2 separate regions of the Sus scrofa genome follow, and region 2 is linked to region 1. The links are chromatin contacts, called in public HiChIP or PLAC-seq maps. All regions are on one chromosome and are shown on one strand. The core of a region is the stretch at or near the end of the contact, and the rest is flanking DNA. Distances in the headings are between cores, read along the strand shown.

What was found. HiChIP or PLAC-seq counts read pairs in DNA pulled down with a chosen protein or histone mark.
Region 2: a contact with region 1 is called in an H3K27ac HiChIP or PLAC-seq map of alveolar macrophages. The contact joins the promoter of TMED10 here to the promoter of DLST in region 1. A contact is called at or near these places in 2 of 5 promoter capture datasets (fetal liver and liver) and 1 of 2 datasets of contacts at active chromatin or transcription factors (alveolar macrophages).

The regions. Positions count from the first base shown.
Region 1 is chr7:98,085,916-98,093,398 of Sscrofa11.1, reverse strand. It overlaps DLST (dihydrolipoamide S-succinyltransferase), which reads right to left and starts at 2,238. Exons shown (of 15, transcript NM_214397.1): 1 at 2,150-2,238; 2 at 1,557-1,590. The coding sequence starts at 2,212.
Region 2 is chr7:98,358,873-98,366,264 of Sscrofa11.1, reverse strand. TMED10 (transmembrane emp24 domain-containing protein 10) reads left to right here and starts at 3,613. Exons shown (of 5, transcript XM_001926711.5): 1 at 3,613-3,918. The coding sequence starts at 3,694.

The sequences.
Region 1 (7,483 bases), core at 989-3,488:
TGAAGCGGAACAACCATCTGCCATGATCCCCATTTCATACATAAGAAAGGCTTCTGGAGGTTAAGTGACGAGCCCAAGGAGAAGTGCTGAACCACAATGTAAACCCCAAATACAAAGCTCTTCCCATTGTCCTGCTAGTCTCTAAAATGGAGAAAACCTTTACTGACATTTTTCAGGATTCCAAACTAAAAAGTTTATTACTGAGAGTCCTGAGCTAACATTGTGCCAGGTGCCTATGACCTCATGGCTCTTAGAATAAAGTCCAAAAACTTTACACATTCCTGCCCAGCCCTCCCAGACAGGCTTCCTTTCCATTTCTATGACGAGTCAAGTCTTCCTGCCTGAAAACCTTTGCACAAGCAATCCCCTTTGCCTAGAATATCGTTCTCTCAGCCAACTCCTATGGATTCTTTAAGACTTGGCTTAAATGTCACTCCTGTGGGGGAAGCCTTTGCTGATATTACCGCTGCACTCTCCACCTCCCAAGCTGGCTACTTCATCCCACCCTCTCATTACACTCCACTTCTCTTTCATAGTAGTTACAATGTAATTATGTCCTTCCATATGCATAAACATGTATTTGTTGTCTCTCCTGGTAGCCCATAAGATCCTGGAGGGTAGAGACCATCTATATCCCTGTCACCTAGGACAGTGCCTGGCATGCAGTGACATTTTAATAAATAATTTATGTAGTGCATGAGTAAATGATAACCTGGTGGGTTAGGGGTTCAAGCAGAAGAGTAGGTAGGCCTGGCTTGACCAGTAGTTGTCCAAGTGACCTTGGTCAAAGCACTTAACCTCTCTTAGCCTTGAATGATACATGCGTAAATAAAGAAAATTTCTCTTTTACTGTTTTTTAATGATTAACTGAAAAAAAGTACAGAAAGCACTCAGAACAATGCTTGGCACACAGAATGCCCATAATACGATCAACTCATTCAACAAATATTTGTATCATGTGTATAAAAAACTATTGGGATAAAACCAAAATTCTTTCTCCTAGTCTCGATACCTCGTGGCACTCTACCTCATGGCACTCTCTCCCTTAACCAAAATGCTCTGGTCAAATCACCTTTTTTTTTTTTCCAGTAACGAAATACTGCCAAGGTCTTTACTTCCTCAGGGACTCTGCACTTGCTATTCCTTTTCCCTCTCCTGCTCTTCATCACCCTGGCCTCTGTCACATCCTGTGGGTCACAGCTTTAGTGTCCTGCTTCATTTGTTTCCTTCTCAGCATTTAACCAAGATTCACGATAGTCCATTTGTTTAACAATTTACACCGTGTCCTTCCCACTAGACTGTATGGTCTACGGTCTAGTACAAGGAGAACCACTCACTGATGAATCCCTAGTGAGTGCCTAGCACAGTGCCTGACACATTGCGGATACTGAGTAACTATGTGCTAAATGAATAAATGATGTTTGTTATTAAATAGCATCTTGTTTCATTCCTATCTATCTGAACACCATGCGGAGAAACACAGGCACCCCATTTCCTCACATACGGCTCTGCCCAGGAGGAGAGCATTTTTAGGTGACAGCAAGGGCAGAACTTACCAGGCAGGGAACGTCTCCCTAGAGGGCAGTTCCCCTGTGGAGAAAGAAGACATTATCGACGTCACCCAGAGGAAAGAAACAGCTTTCTCTCTTAAATACAGACTCAAAGCTGTCCCGGTGCTGGTGACAGGTGAAATCTCATGACGCCGAAAGCTAATGGCAACAGCCTAGGCGTGCTCTCACTCCGTCAGCACGCTGGGCCTGCCAAACTATCTCAACTTTCCAACGGGGCTGATACCCACTGATTTTAACAGAGAGGAAACGGGCCCTTGGATCCCGTCGGAGCATTCCGTGGCGCCTCCTCCCCAACTCTGAGTCTCGTGTCGGAGCGGGCGCGGCTCCTCCGCCCCGCGCGGAGGGTGGGGTACAGCAGGGGACCAGGCGCTGCCTGCCTCGGGCAGGCGAGGGGCTACTGGGCTCCGCAAAAGAACCCGAGAGCAACAGCGGCTCTCGGCCACCCAGCCCGCGGCCTCCGCGTCCCGATGCCCTTGGTGCCCGGCCTCGCCGGCGCGCCACGCCCCTGACCCCGAGCCGTCCGTCCGCCTGCCGGAGAGTTTTTCACCCTCCGGGGCCCCAGCCCGGCCGGACCGTACCTTCTGAAAGGCGGAAAGCGAACGGCTGAACGCCCGGGACACGCAGCGGGACCGGGACAGCATCGCGGCGGCGGCGGCGGCGGAGCCGAGGGCGGGCGGACACCGGATATAGAGCCCGGCAACAACCGGAAGCAGGGCGGACCACGGCACCCGCAGCGCAGAGAGGGGTGTTCGGAACGAACCACTGACGAACGGGGGGGAAAATCGACGGGCAGAACACAGCTGCCCTAACCTCAGCCCAGGTGTGCCCGCAGGGTGAACCCGCTGCGGCTAGGCTCCCCCGGAACAAGTTGCGCTGCCTTCCGGCCGGGACAAATCCTCTGCAGGGTACCTATGACTGTCCCGTGATCAGGTCGCCCCGGGGTCCTTCCCTCCCCGATCTTTCCGCAGAGCTGTCTCTGAGCGTGGCGCCCATCTCTCCTGGGTCCCCGGACACCCTGCTCTTCTTCCGCAGCGCTGCTGGAAAAGAGTGGAAGGCGTCAAGGGCTTCTAACTCGGACTTTGACAAACAAGCCTGCCTGATCTTACACTTGTGTGTCCTTAGACAAGAGACATTGCCTCCCTATGCCTCAAATTCCTCAACTATTAAAAAAATAATAGTAGTAAAAAGCAGTGATCACTTCCCTTTCTAACCTCGGAACAAAGAAACAACCCCAAGGAACCCTTTAACCCATTACCCTTTAACCCAGCTGAAGACCTTCACCAAGTAGCCCTACTTCTGCATCCACATCTCCTGATCTTCCCTAGCCCCTATTCAAACTCTCTACAGCCAAGCCAACTGTACCCCATACATCCTGTGCATTTTGAAAGCCATTCATTTGTCTCTCGACCTCTAGAAAATAAATTCCATTAGATTAGAGAATGTGTCTGTCTTTTTCACTGCTGTATTCCTAGTAATTTTTAAAAATTACATTTTTGTTGAAACATAATTGACATGTAGCATTGTATAAGATATACAGCGTAATGATTTGCTGTATGTGTGTGAAGCGATTATCGCAAAAAGTTTAGTGAACATCCATCCTTTCATGTAAGTACAAAATTAAAGAAATTTAAAACAAAAAAAATTTGTATGTGATGAGAACTCTTAGGATTTACCCTCTTAAAAACTTTCATATATAGCATACAGCAGGGTGAGTTTATCATGCAATACATTACATCCCTAGTACTTATTTATCTTATAAGTTTATATCTTCATCCAATTCTCCCTCCTCCCCCATCACTGGTAACCACAAATCAGATTTCTTTCTCTATGAGTTTGTTTTTGAACTATAATGTATCCCCAACACTTGGAACAGAGATTGACATCGTTTAGGTGTGCAATCAATATCTGTGGGCTGAATTGGGGCCTCCCAGCGTTGAACAACCAAGAAAACACATAGCACCCCCCTCTACTCTTTTTTTTTTTTTTTTTTTTTTTGTCTTTTTAGGGCTGCACCTGCAGCACATGAAGGTTCTGGCATATGGAGGTTCCCAGACTAGGGGTTGAATCAGAGCTGTAGCTGCCAGCCTACACCACAGCTCACAGCAATGCCAGATCCTCAATCCCATGAGCGGGGCCAGGGATCAAACCTGCAACCTCATGGATGCTAGTCGGGTTTGTTACCACTAAGCCACAGTAGGAACTCCTGAGTATTCACTTTTATAGTTCACCTTCCTAATAGAAAGCGTGTTCTATAAGCTTCTGATTTAATTAAGAATGAACGAATGAATGAGCCACTTGGTGCCTACTCATGGTGGTTTTGTTAGCTGAGTCATTTTGCCTGGCCTTGGGAATTTTATGGTGCTTTCACTCGTCTAAACTCTGAAAGCACTTCCACTGAAATTCTGGAGGGATGGGCAGAAGCCCTAGCTTAAAATAGAGAAAACATCCTTGCCTTGCAGCTGCCCCTGATCAAGTCTTTAGCATCCTTCGGCTGGATTATTTTGAAAGCTTCCCAACTAACCTGAGCTTCTACTCACTTTCTTTAACTCATCCTCCACACCTGTGTCAAAGATGCTTTTGAAGTGCAAATCTGATCCTGTCACTCCCCTGCTTAAAATGCTTCCATTGCTTCTCCCTATCAGTAGGATAAAGTCTAATCTCCTCAGCTTGACCAGGCACTGGATAATCTGCCCTCTGCTTTATGGTGATCCTCTCCCTACCTCCCCACCCCCATTCTCACAGGTGCTGAGCTTTAGTGCTATTTCACTCCTTCACCTCTTGGCCAGGGCTGCTCCCAACTCCTATTTGCCTAGGGATTCCTCACCATCCTTTTTAAAGCTTTTGAATCCCTTCCTAAGCCCCTCTAGCAGAGTTAACAGATACCTTTTGTTTTTCCAAAGTATTGTGTCTGTATCTCTCCTTTGCATTGTAATGTCATTTTTGCCTGTCTGTCTCCTCTACTGGGCAGAGCAGCAGAAGGAGACGTCTCTATTGTCCTGAATTCCCCCCTGCCCAGGTCACTCACAGTGGCGAGTACTCCGTGGGTGCTCAGTAAATACAAGTGGAATGACTAAATGCTGCCATGCTGACAACATGGCTGGATACAGCTAAAGGGTCCAAAAACAATCATCAGGAGTTGTGGCAATCCTTTGCAGGGGTTGCTGTTAATATATCTTAGATAGCTACTTATTTTTTTCAGTTTTATGTAATTAACATTTGAGATTCTTATTGAGAACTGAGAAGCTCAGGCCCGAATAGTGTGGCAAAGCATTTCTCCTGAGATGCTTGGTGATTACCCAAGTTAATTAGATGTTACATAGATACCACACACACACACACACACACACACACACACACACACACACACACGAGTAGCATTTGAAGTTTCTCTCACGGGATAAAGGTTGAAACTAATTTCCTTGAGACGGACATGGGAGCTTCTGTGGAGCCCAAGGTCCAGCCTGATAAGCTTACATTTTTTTCTGTACTTAGAGCCTCCCAGGACACAGCATTCTCTATCAGGACAAGAGTTTATGAATACAAGTTCATAAATTTCTGTTTGTGGCAGGGTTCAAAACAAAATTTTTAAAAATTTTATTGTGCAATATGTAATCAAAAGGGTATATAAATATATGTGTATGATCTAAAGAAAAGTAATAAAAGGAATAGCCACTCTCGCCACACAGCTTAAGAAATGGTAAAGGCTGCAGTTCCCTGGTGGTGCAGCAGGTTAAGAAACTGCTGTGGCTCTGATTACTGCTGTGGCAAGGGTTTGATCCCTAGCCTGGGAACTTCCACAGGCCATGCTGTGGACAAAAATAAAACAAAACAAAAAAGAAAACAATAACAACAAAAAAAGAAATGGCAAAGCCCTATGTGGCCCTTCTGGCTAACCACTGCTATACTGAATTATATATTAATCATCCTCTTGCTTTCGTTGTAGCCTCAATATGCATGTGTCCTAAACTGCACACGTTTTTGTCTATTCTTTTTTTTTTTTTAAATCCTTTTCCAGCCACACCCACACAACCTATGGAAGTTCCCAGGCTAGAGATGGAATCCAAGCCAGAGCTGAGACCCATCCCATAGCTGCAACAATGATGGATCCTTAACCCACTGTACCAGGCTAGGGATTAAACTGGCAACACCACAGGTACAAACTGGATTGTCAACCCACTCGGCCACAGTGGGAACTCCATAGGCCTAACTGCTTCTTTTTTTTTTTTTTTTTTTTTTTGCCACACCCACAGCACACAGAAGTTCCCAGGCCAGGGATTGACTATGCCCCATAGCAGCCACTGCAGTGACAATACCAGATCCTTAACTGCTGTACCACAGAAAAATTCCTATTCTTTAAATTGAGGAAAATATGTACTTATTTTCAAATTATATAAGAAAAAAAACATGTTTCTAGAAAGCGTAAATGGTCCCATTAATGAAAAACACCAGAGAGGGCAGCTCAGCTTAAATAATATACACAGCATTCTTTCCTCTTAACTGAGATCCCCCAATATTCATAAGTGTGATCTGAAATATACACTTATATGTTTTCAAATATTAGTGACCAGATGGTAGATGGGGCTCTAGCCTTGGGTCCATAAAATAGAGATATACCCCATATTCACTTTGCATTACTCATGATACCTAGTTTCCACTGTGTAGCTCTTCATTCAGTTGTAATTTAAATTAATGGATAGGATGGAGTTCCTGGCGCGGCGCAGTGGAAACAAATCCGACTAGGAACCATGATGTTGTGGGTTTGATCCCTGGCCTCGCTCAGTGAGTGGGTTAAGGATCTGGTGTTGCTGTGAGCTGTGGTGTAGGCCGGCAGCTGTAGCTCCAATTAGACCCCTGGCCTGGGAACCTCCATATGCCGCAAGTGCTGCCCTAAAAAAAATAAATAAAAATTAAAATGAAATAAAATAATGAATAGGAGTTCCTGTGGTGGCTCAGCGGTTATTGAACCTGACCAGCATCCATGAAGATGCAGGTTCAATCCCTGGCCTCGCTCAGTGGGTTGAGGATCTGGCGTTGCCATGAGCTGTGGTGAAGTTTGCAGACGCAGCTCGGATCCCATGTTGCTGTGGCTATGGTGTAGGCCAGCAGCTACAGCTCCGTTTGGACGCTTAGCCTGGGAACCTCCATATGCCACAAGTGCAGTCCTAAAAAGGAAAAAATCAAATAAAATAAAATAGAATAATGGATAGATGAGTACTCAGCAAAAATCTAGATGTTTTTGGCCTATTTTTAAATGTAATGTAAATGAATCACAGTCACTTGCGTCATTCTGTGACTTTCTTCTTTTAGCCAGCATTATGTTTTGAGGATTTATCCATCTTGAATTGAGATTAGTTTGTCGATTTTCATTGCTGTATTTCATAACATTCAATCCACTTCCCAAACTGAGGGAAAAGTTGCTAAAATTCAAGTGATGTTCGGGGGAAGTGATCTGGCCAGTGAGTTCTCCCCAGCTCTGCCAGAGAAGGGGGCTTTTGGTCCAACAAGGAGCCCCCCAACAGTGGTTAGCCGTCTGATGGAGAGAGAAGCCCCATCGCCTTCCTGCAGAGCTGAGATGCTATGTCTTTGATGCTGGGCTGGTTTCCATATCCTCAGGGTGAGAGGGACAGGGAGAAAGATATTCGCTTTGGAGCTGACTCACTGGGGAATTTGGAAGCAGAAGTCAGGAGCTCCCTGCTGGAGGTCAGTGTAACAGGAGAAGCTGGATCATTCAGTCCTCAAAATTTCAAGGGGCTCTGTGGATCCTTAGGCAAGGACAGAAGAGATGGCACTTCAGCAAAGTCCTTTCTGCACTGGCTTTTCTGGGCATCTGAGTTGGGGTGGGAGTGGGAGATGGCAGAGGGGCAGCCAACCAGCTCTGGCCTCTATCTGCATATTCATAAGCCCCCCATACT
Region 2 (7,392 bases), core at 2,364-4,863, 270 kb before region 1:
CCTGGGGATTAGGCTGCTTAAAGGAGGTATCGGGAGGGCTGAAGTGCTTCCAAGGCCTCCCAACCACAGGACTGCCCAGCAAGTTTATTACAAATGCAGATGTTCAATAAGAGCTCCTGATTCACTGTCTGGAGTGAGGTGTGTTGGGAAACCTGTGGCTTAGGGAGAGACTGGGTAAAGGGTGTGTCCTGGTAACATCTCTTCACCTCCAGAGGCTCCAGGAATCTTAGGTAGGTCAGGCCGGGGGAGCTTCAGGATGATGAGATGGCAGAAGACAGTCCAGGAAAAAACAACTTCTCTAGTTGCAGGATACTTTCCATTCGCTCTCCAATTCAGAATGAGGCCTTTTCTCCAGATTTCAAATGGTACCTTGTTTAATGCAGATGCAGAGTTTAAGAATTCTATTTTGGGAGTTCCTGGGAAATGAATCTGATGAGTATCCATGAGGACACAGGTTTGATCCCTGGCCTTGCTCAGTGGGTTAAGGATCCAGTGATGCTGTGAGCTGTGGTGTAGGTCACAGACACGGCTCGGATCTAGTGTTGCTGGGACTGCGGTGTAGGCCGGTGGCTGCAGCTCCAATTCAACCTCTGGCCTGGAAACTTCCATGAGTGTGGCCCTAAAAAGACAGGAAAAATTCTAGTTGCTAGGATCTACTCTGCCCTCTAGTACTACAACCTAGAGGGGAGATTTTTGTATGTGTATGTCCTTATATAGAAATAAGGACACACTTTTCAATTTTTTTTTTTTTTTTCTGCCCTTTGTCCTTTTAGGGCCGCACTCTCGGTATATGGAGCTTCCCAGGCTAGGGGTCTAATCGGAGCTGTAGCCACCGGCCTATGCCAAAGCCACAGCAACGCTAGATCTGAGACATGTCTGCTACCTACACCACAGCTCACTGCTCATTGAACCCACTGAGCGAGGCTAGGGATGGAACCTGCAACCTCATATTTCCTAGTCGGATTTGTTTCGGCTGCGCTGCAACAGGAACTCCCATTTTTCAATTTAAAAAAAAGATTTGTGGCATTCCCATCGTGGCTCAGCAGTTAACGAACACCACTAGTATCCATGAGGATGTGGGTTCAATACCTGGCCTCACTCAGTGAGTTAAGGATCCGGCGTTGCCGTGAGCTGTGGTTTAAGCCGGTGGCTACAGCTCCAATTGGACCCCTAGCCTGGGTACCTCCATATGCCATGGATGCAGCCCTAAAAAGACAAAAAATAAAGATTTGCATATTGTTGGTGAAAATGAAATAGTACCTACACTTTGGATACATTGTGGGTTAAATAAATTTGTGTGAAAACAGCAAAGGAATAACAGAAGAATTTTACTATTAGACTTTGTTAGGAGCTAAGGAATTATTCTTGCATTCATTGAACCATTATTTATTGTGCCTTCTAAGCACCAGGCACTATTTTAGATTTAGAAGATAAAGCAGTGAACAAAACAGACAAAAATCCCTGTCCCTCACAAAAAAGAAATCCCAGTCAGGGAGACAGATTAATAAGTGTGTAAGTAAAATGCATGAGGCTTAGACAGTGGTGAGTACTAAGAAGAAAAACAGAAGGAAGGAAGGGGGAAAGGAAAGAGCTGCAGGCCAGGGTAAGTGAGGACACAGGATCAGGACCTGAGAGCTGTAATTTAGGAAAGTAACTCAATTTTTCTGTTTCTTCACTTATAAAATAATAGTGCCTTTCTGAAGAAGGCTCAGGCCCTTAGACCGACTTTGTCACTTTTAAACTATGGGACTTTGGGTATGAAAGTTCTTTGGCCTCTCAGAACTTCTCCTCATCTGTAAAATGAACAGATTTGCCCAGCCTACATCACATGGTTTTTGAAAATGCCAAATGAGATAACTAATATATGTGAAAATATTTTAAAACATATAAGCTGTCATTTAAATATAAAATAGAAATTTAGGAGTTCCCCTCGTGGCTCAATGGTAAACAAACCTGACTAGAATCCACGAGGATGCGTGTTGGATCTCTGGCCTTGCTCAGTGGGTTAAGGATCCAATGTTGCCCTGAGCTGTGGTGTAGGTTGCCTCGGATCTGGATCTGGCGTTGCTGTGGCTGTGGCGTAAGCCAACAGCTGTAGCTCCAATTCACCCGTAGCCTGGGAACTTCCATATGCCCTGGGTGTGGCCCTAAAAAAAAAAAAAAAAAAAAAAGTAATTTAAAGGTAAAAACCACACAGGTATTTCATGGGTTTGCAAATCTCTTGCTGATGGTCGGCAAAGCCTCAGGACTGAGAGTAAACAGGGAATTAGATAACTGCTTGGTATTGATCCTCCCCCCACCCTCCCCAGGGAAAAAGCTAATGGCCAATGCAAATTACCAGGGTGTTCTGAATAAATTACCATCGGTATCTTAGATGAGGGATAAAATAGTCAAACTAAATGTTCCTAAGTGGACACCTCATAAAATAATTATTATATGACATTTGTCAAATTTTAAAATGCTTTACAGCTCTTTTGTTTGTTCTTGTTTTGTTTGTGGGATTTCAGTTCCAGGAAATAGTCTGAAAGGAGTTATAAACACAGAACAACTGTTTAATTTGTTAAAAGCATACAGTCCATCTTCTTGGTATTTCTGTAGATGCTCAATAAACATGAATCAAAGTAGATAATTCTAAACATAGGCTGATGAGTACTTTTTCAACTTCCTACTTTCTTCAGCTCTGAATATTTTATAGCATCCCCCTAATGGTTTGTTGACTCAATAAACATGTCAGTAGGCATGCATGGGATAGTGTCTGGCACATAGTAGGTAGTCAATAAATATTTGTTAAACAAAAGCATGCATGATTACCATGTAGGTTTCCTTACTACGGACTTGCCAATTTGATCCCTAAAGTGTTTTAAACATTTAAAACACATCAATACTTGGCTTCCCTGGACAATGCTTATCTGGTAAAACACATTAGGTCCATCTCCAACACTGGACTAAAAGCGTGTTTTATTCAATTTAAATACAGAATCCAAATTTAGTTTGAATACCACCTAGCATAGTAGGTGCTTAATGTCTGTTACATAAGATGCATATTCAGAAATCAGTTACTCCAGCCCAAATACCCCAGCTCAGGGGCATGAACTGGACGGTTCCAGCTCACATTCACCAGGCGACCTCTACTCCTTCTCTGAGGTTCTGGCTCCTGCTCGCTTAATAGCCAGATTGCAAATTTTCCTCGGCCTCTTGAGGTCTTCCTCTCGAGCGCTCAAAGTCCCAACGGTCACCACGTCACTGGGACGGCACCTACTCTGCCTGCATCTCCGCCCCCTCCGGGTGCTCTCCGGAGGTCGGAAGGCGGGCCCAGCAATTGGCATTGTGGCTGTTTCCTATTGGGGCTTAGTTGCTATGGTATCACAGACCATTAAAACTTCAGGGCACTACTTCCGGAATTTAAAGGAGAATTACTTCCAGGGCTGCCCATACTTGCTATGGCTGACTGAGCTTAACAAAAACGAAACTTTTCGGGGAAACGTCTGGGAAATCTCATTTAACCACGTTAATCTGTGAGTACGATATGTTATCATATCCCCACTTCCCTTTAAAAGACTTACTGTACATTTTTAATCTATTTGCCAGCCTCCAAAATGGCGCCGGCAGTATTGAAAGGTCAGAGGTGAGTTACGTGGGCCCTCCCGGTTCCGGCGCGATACAGGCCCACGGTGGTGAACAGTCTCCGGCACCATGTCTGGCTTGTCTGATCCACAAGCCCTGCGTGGCCCTTGCCCGCTAGCGTTGCTGCTTTTATTCCTGCTCGGCCCCAGCTCCGTCCTCACGATCTCCTTCCATCTGCCCGTTAATTCCCGCAAGTGCCTCCGCGAGGAGATCCACAAGGACCTGCTGGTGACGGGCGCGTACGAGATCACCGACCAGTCTGGGGGCGCTGGCGGCCCGCGCACCCACCTCAAGGTGCGACCGTCGGGGGCGAGGGGCGGGGAGGATACACCACAGGCGTCGGCGCGGTGGCGGAGAACCTGGGGAGTCTTGCAGATTGAGGTCTGGAGGGCGGCCTGGCCTCCCCGAGCGCTCGGGGCGAGCCGCCGAGACCGCCCCCTCATCCTCCTCGTTGGCGTTCGCTGGGCGGGGCTGGGCGCCAAAGCCGGGAACCCATTGAAGGGCCGCCAGGCCTTGGCGGATGTGGTGACAGTTGAGCTGCAGTGGCTTCGACTTTGGGTCGTTGTCGTGGCCCTATACCTGTTTTGGTCTTAAGTACCTTGAACTGTAACTTGGTTCTCCAAAGAAATCTATGGATGCCGAGTGTTTGTGGGGACCAGCATCCTAAGACACATTGATACCTGCAGGAAAATAATGGAAGCATTTAAGCGAGCTGTGAATAGTAAAAGCTGTTATTTCTTGAGCATTAGCCGTGTGTCAGGTTCTGTACTGTACATACATTTAGTTCGTACATTACCCTGTGTAGTAGGTACTATTGACCTCATTTTACACAATTGAGGCTCAGAAGTTGGAGAACAAACTGGTGATTCTTAGTTTAGGAGTTGAGTAAAGTGACGGAAAAGTGCTGCAATCTTAGACTCTCCTTGCCTTTTATTTGTAATTCCTGTGATTGATTCAAGTCCATTATTGGTCACGAAATGGTCTCAGTCTCTTGTACTTTTCTTTCCCGTACCCCAGAATCTGGACTTGGCCAAGTTTTGTGTAAATTTTAACTATACTCTTGGACAGCTATTACCAATTATGTCACTTTGGTCCCATATTGCAGTTAGAATGACCAGGCCTCCTCTTTGAAACCTTAACATGATTTGATATCTCTTAAGATTGGGTTTTGTTTTAGGTGGTTTTATTCATTTGCAGTAAGCATGTGGGGGTTTTGTTTGTTTGGCCTGCTGGGGCATGTGGAAGTTTCTGGGCCAGGGATCAAACCCTCCAGACAAAGCTGTAACAGAGCCACTGTAGTGACAACAGCTGGATCCTTAACCAGCTGTGCCACAAGGGAACCCCATATGGGGTTTTTTTTTGTTTGTTTTTAACAGTACGGGTCTTGAACTAAATAGGAAGAAACATTTTTACGTTTTAATAGAGCTTTAAGTACATAAGCTTAAAGTATTGGAGGAATTCCCATCGTGGCGCAACGGAAATGAATCTGACTAGGAACCATGAGGTTGTGGTTCGATACCTGGCCTTGCTCAGTGGGTTAAGGATCTGGAGTTGCTGTGAGCGATGGTATAGGTCGCAGATGTGGCTCGGATTTGATGTGGCTTAGGCCGGCAGCTGTGGCTCCAATTAGACCCCTAGCTTGGGAACCTCCATATGCAGCAGGTGCAGCCCTAAGAAGCTAAAAAAAAAAAAGCTTAAGGTATTGGAATGCAATAGTCATAATAGATGCAATTTCTTACTTAAACTTTGAGAGATGAAAAATTATAGGACTGTTGCATAATGACTGAGGCTTTTATTTCTGTCTAGCCAAGAAAACCATGATGGCGTGATTTTAGAGGCTTAGGTGCAACAATTTGGGGATCACGCTTCTGGCTCGATTCTATGTATGTAGTGCATAGGATCAGAGAATTTTAGCAGTGAAAGAGACTTTATTCTCATCTCTCGTGTTGCCCCCTCTGATTTGTACTTACATTTTAAAACCTTCCAGAGGCTCACTATTCCTTATCTGGTAAAGTTTAAATTTCTCAATAGGAGTTCCCGTTGTGGCGCAGTGGAAACAATCCACTAGTATCCATGAGGATGCAGGTTCGATCCTTGGCCTCACTCAGTGGGTTGGGGATCCAGGATTGCTGTGAGCTGTGGTGTAGGTTGCAGACGTGGCTCAGATCCATTGTTGTGGCTGTGGCATAGGCCAGCAGCATATGTTATTTGATCCCTAGCCTGAGAACCTCCATATGCCACAGATGTGGCCCTAAATAAAAAGCAAAAAAAAAAAAATAAATAGATTTCCCGGTATACTCTGTAGTGCTCATTATCTGTTCCTGAAACTGTAACTGCTTTGCCGCTCCCCGCTTTGCATTTTACATATGCGCCATCCTGAACAGTACCCTAAACTCAACATATTTTCATCTTAAATTGTAATTACTTGTATCTTGTCTTCCTTATTAGACCATTAGTATCCTGAGGGCAAGAATTTTATTCATGTTCATATTTTTCAGAATGTCAAACATACCACCTTGCTTCCAGGAAGCTCTTAATACAGGGAGCACATAGTGTAGCATGGTCTTATGGGTGTTACGTCTGTATCCGAGGCTGCTGAAGGACTTAAGCAGCAGAAGTCTGTGCACCTGCATTGCAGGCATTTTGCCATCAGTTATGTCTGCTCTTTTCTTCTGCTACCAACCAGCTTAATTGGACTACTCCTGGGGCCTTAACTCAAATGCTAAGTCGGTAACATAAATGAATGATTTGGGCCAGCTATAAGAAAAACAGCAGGAGTGGGAGTTCTCTTCTTGGCTCAGCGGTTAACAAACCTGACTAGTATCCATGAGGACTCAGGTTCAGTCCCTGGCCTTGCTCAGTGAGTTATGGATCTGGCATTGCCGTGAGCTGTGGTGTAGGTTGGCAGCTCTAGCTCAGATTTGACCCCTAGCCTGGGAACTTGGCATATGCCGTGCATACAGCTCTAAAAAGAAGAGAGAGAGAGAGAAAGACAGACAGACAGCAGTGATGATAAATGGGGGATAATTGGAAGTTGTGAAAACTCAATTTGAAGTAGTTAGTACTCATCTCTTTATGTGGGCCTTGTTGCCATATCTGATTTTTCAAAAAACCAGAAATCCTGTTTTTTGTTTGTTTGTTTTTGTCTTTTCAGGGCCACACCGCAGCATATGGAAGTTCCCAGGCTAGGGGTTGAATCAGAGCTGCAGCTGCTGGCCTACACCACAGCCACAGCAACATCAGATCTGAGCCATGTCTGGGACCTACAGCACAGCTCACAGCAACACTGAATCCTTAACCCACTGAGAGAGGCCAGGGATCGAACTTGGGTCCTCACCAATACTAGTCAGATTTGTTTCTACTGAGCCACACTGGGAACTCCCAGAAATCCTGATTTTGATGTGAAAGCTCCTGGTTTTTAGAATCTTGCCACACTTATTTCATCTTAACTGCCTCTTTCTTCTCATTTGGTTTTAAAGTAAATCCTAGATGTCATGGTATTTCAGTCCTGCATACTTCAGCCTGACTTTCTTTTAAAAATGTGAATTTAATCACAGTGTTCTGTGGCTATAATCATACCTCGAAAAATTAGCAGTAATTCCTTAATGTCATCTAATGATACCCACTTCATATTCAGATTTCTCCACTTGTCTCAAAAATATCTATTTAAAATTAAGTTGCATCTCTCAAGTCTCTTTATAATCTAGAGCAGTCCATTCTTTCCCTCCTCCCCCTTTTTTATATGCCTCCAATTGTATTGTTGGTCGG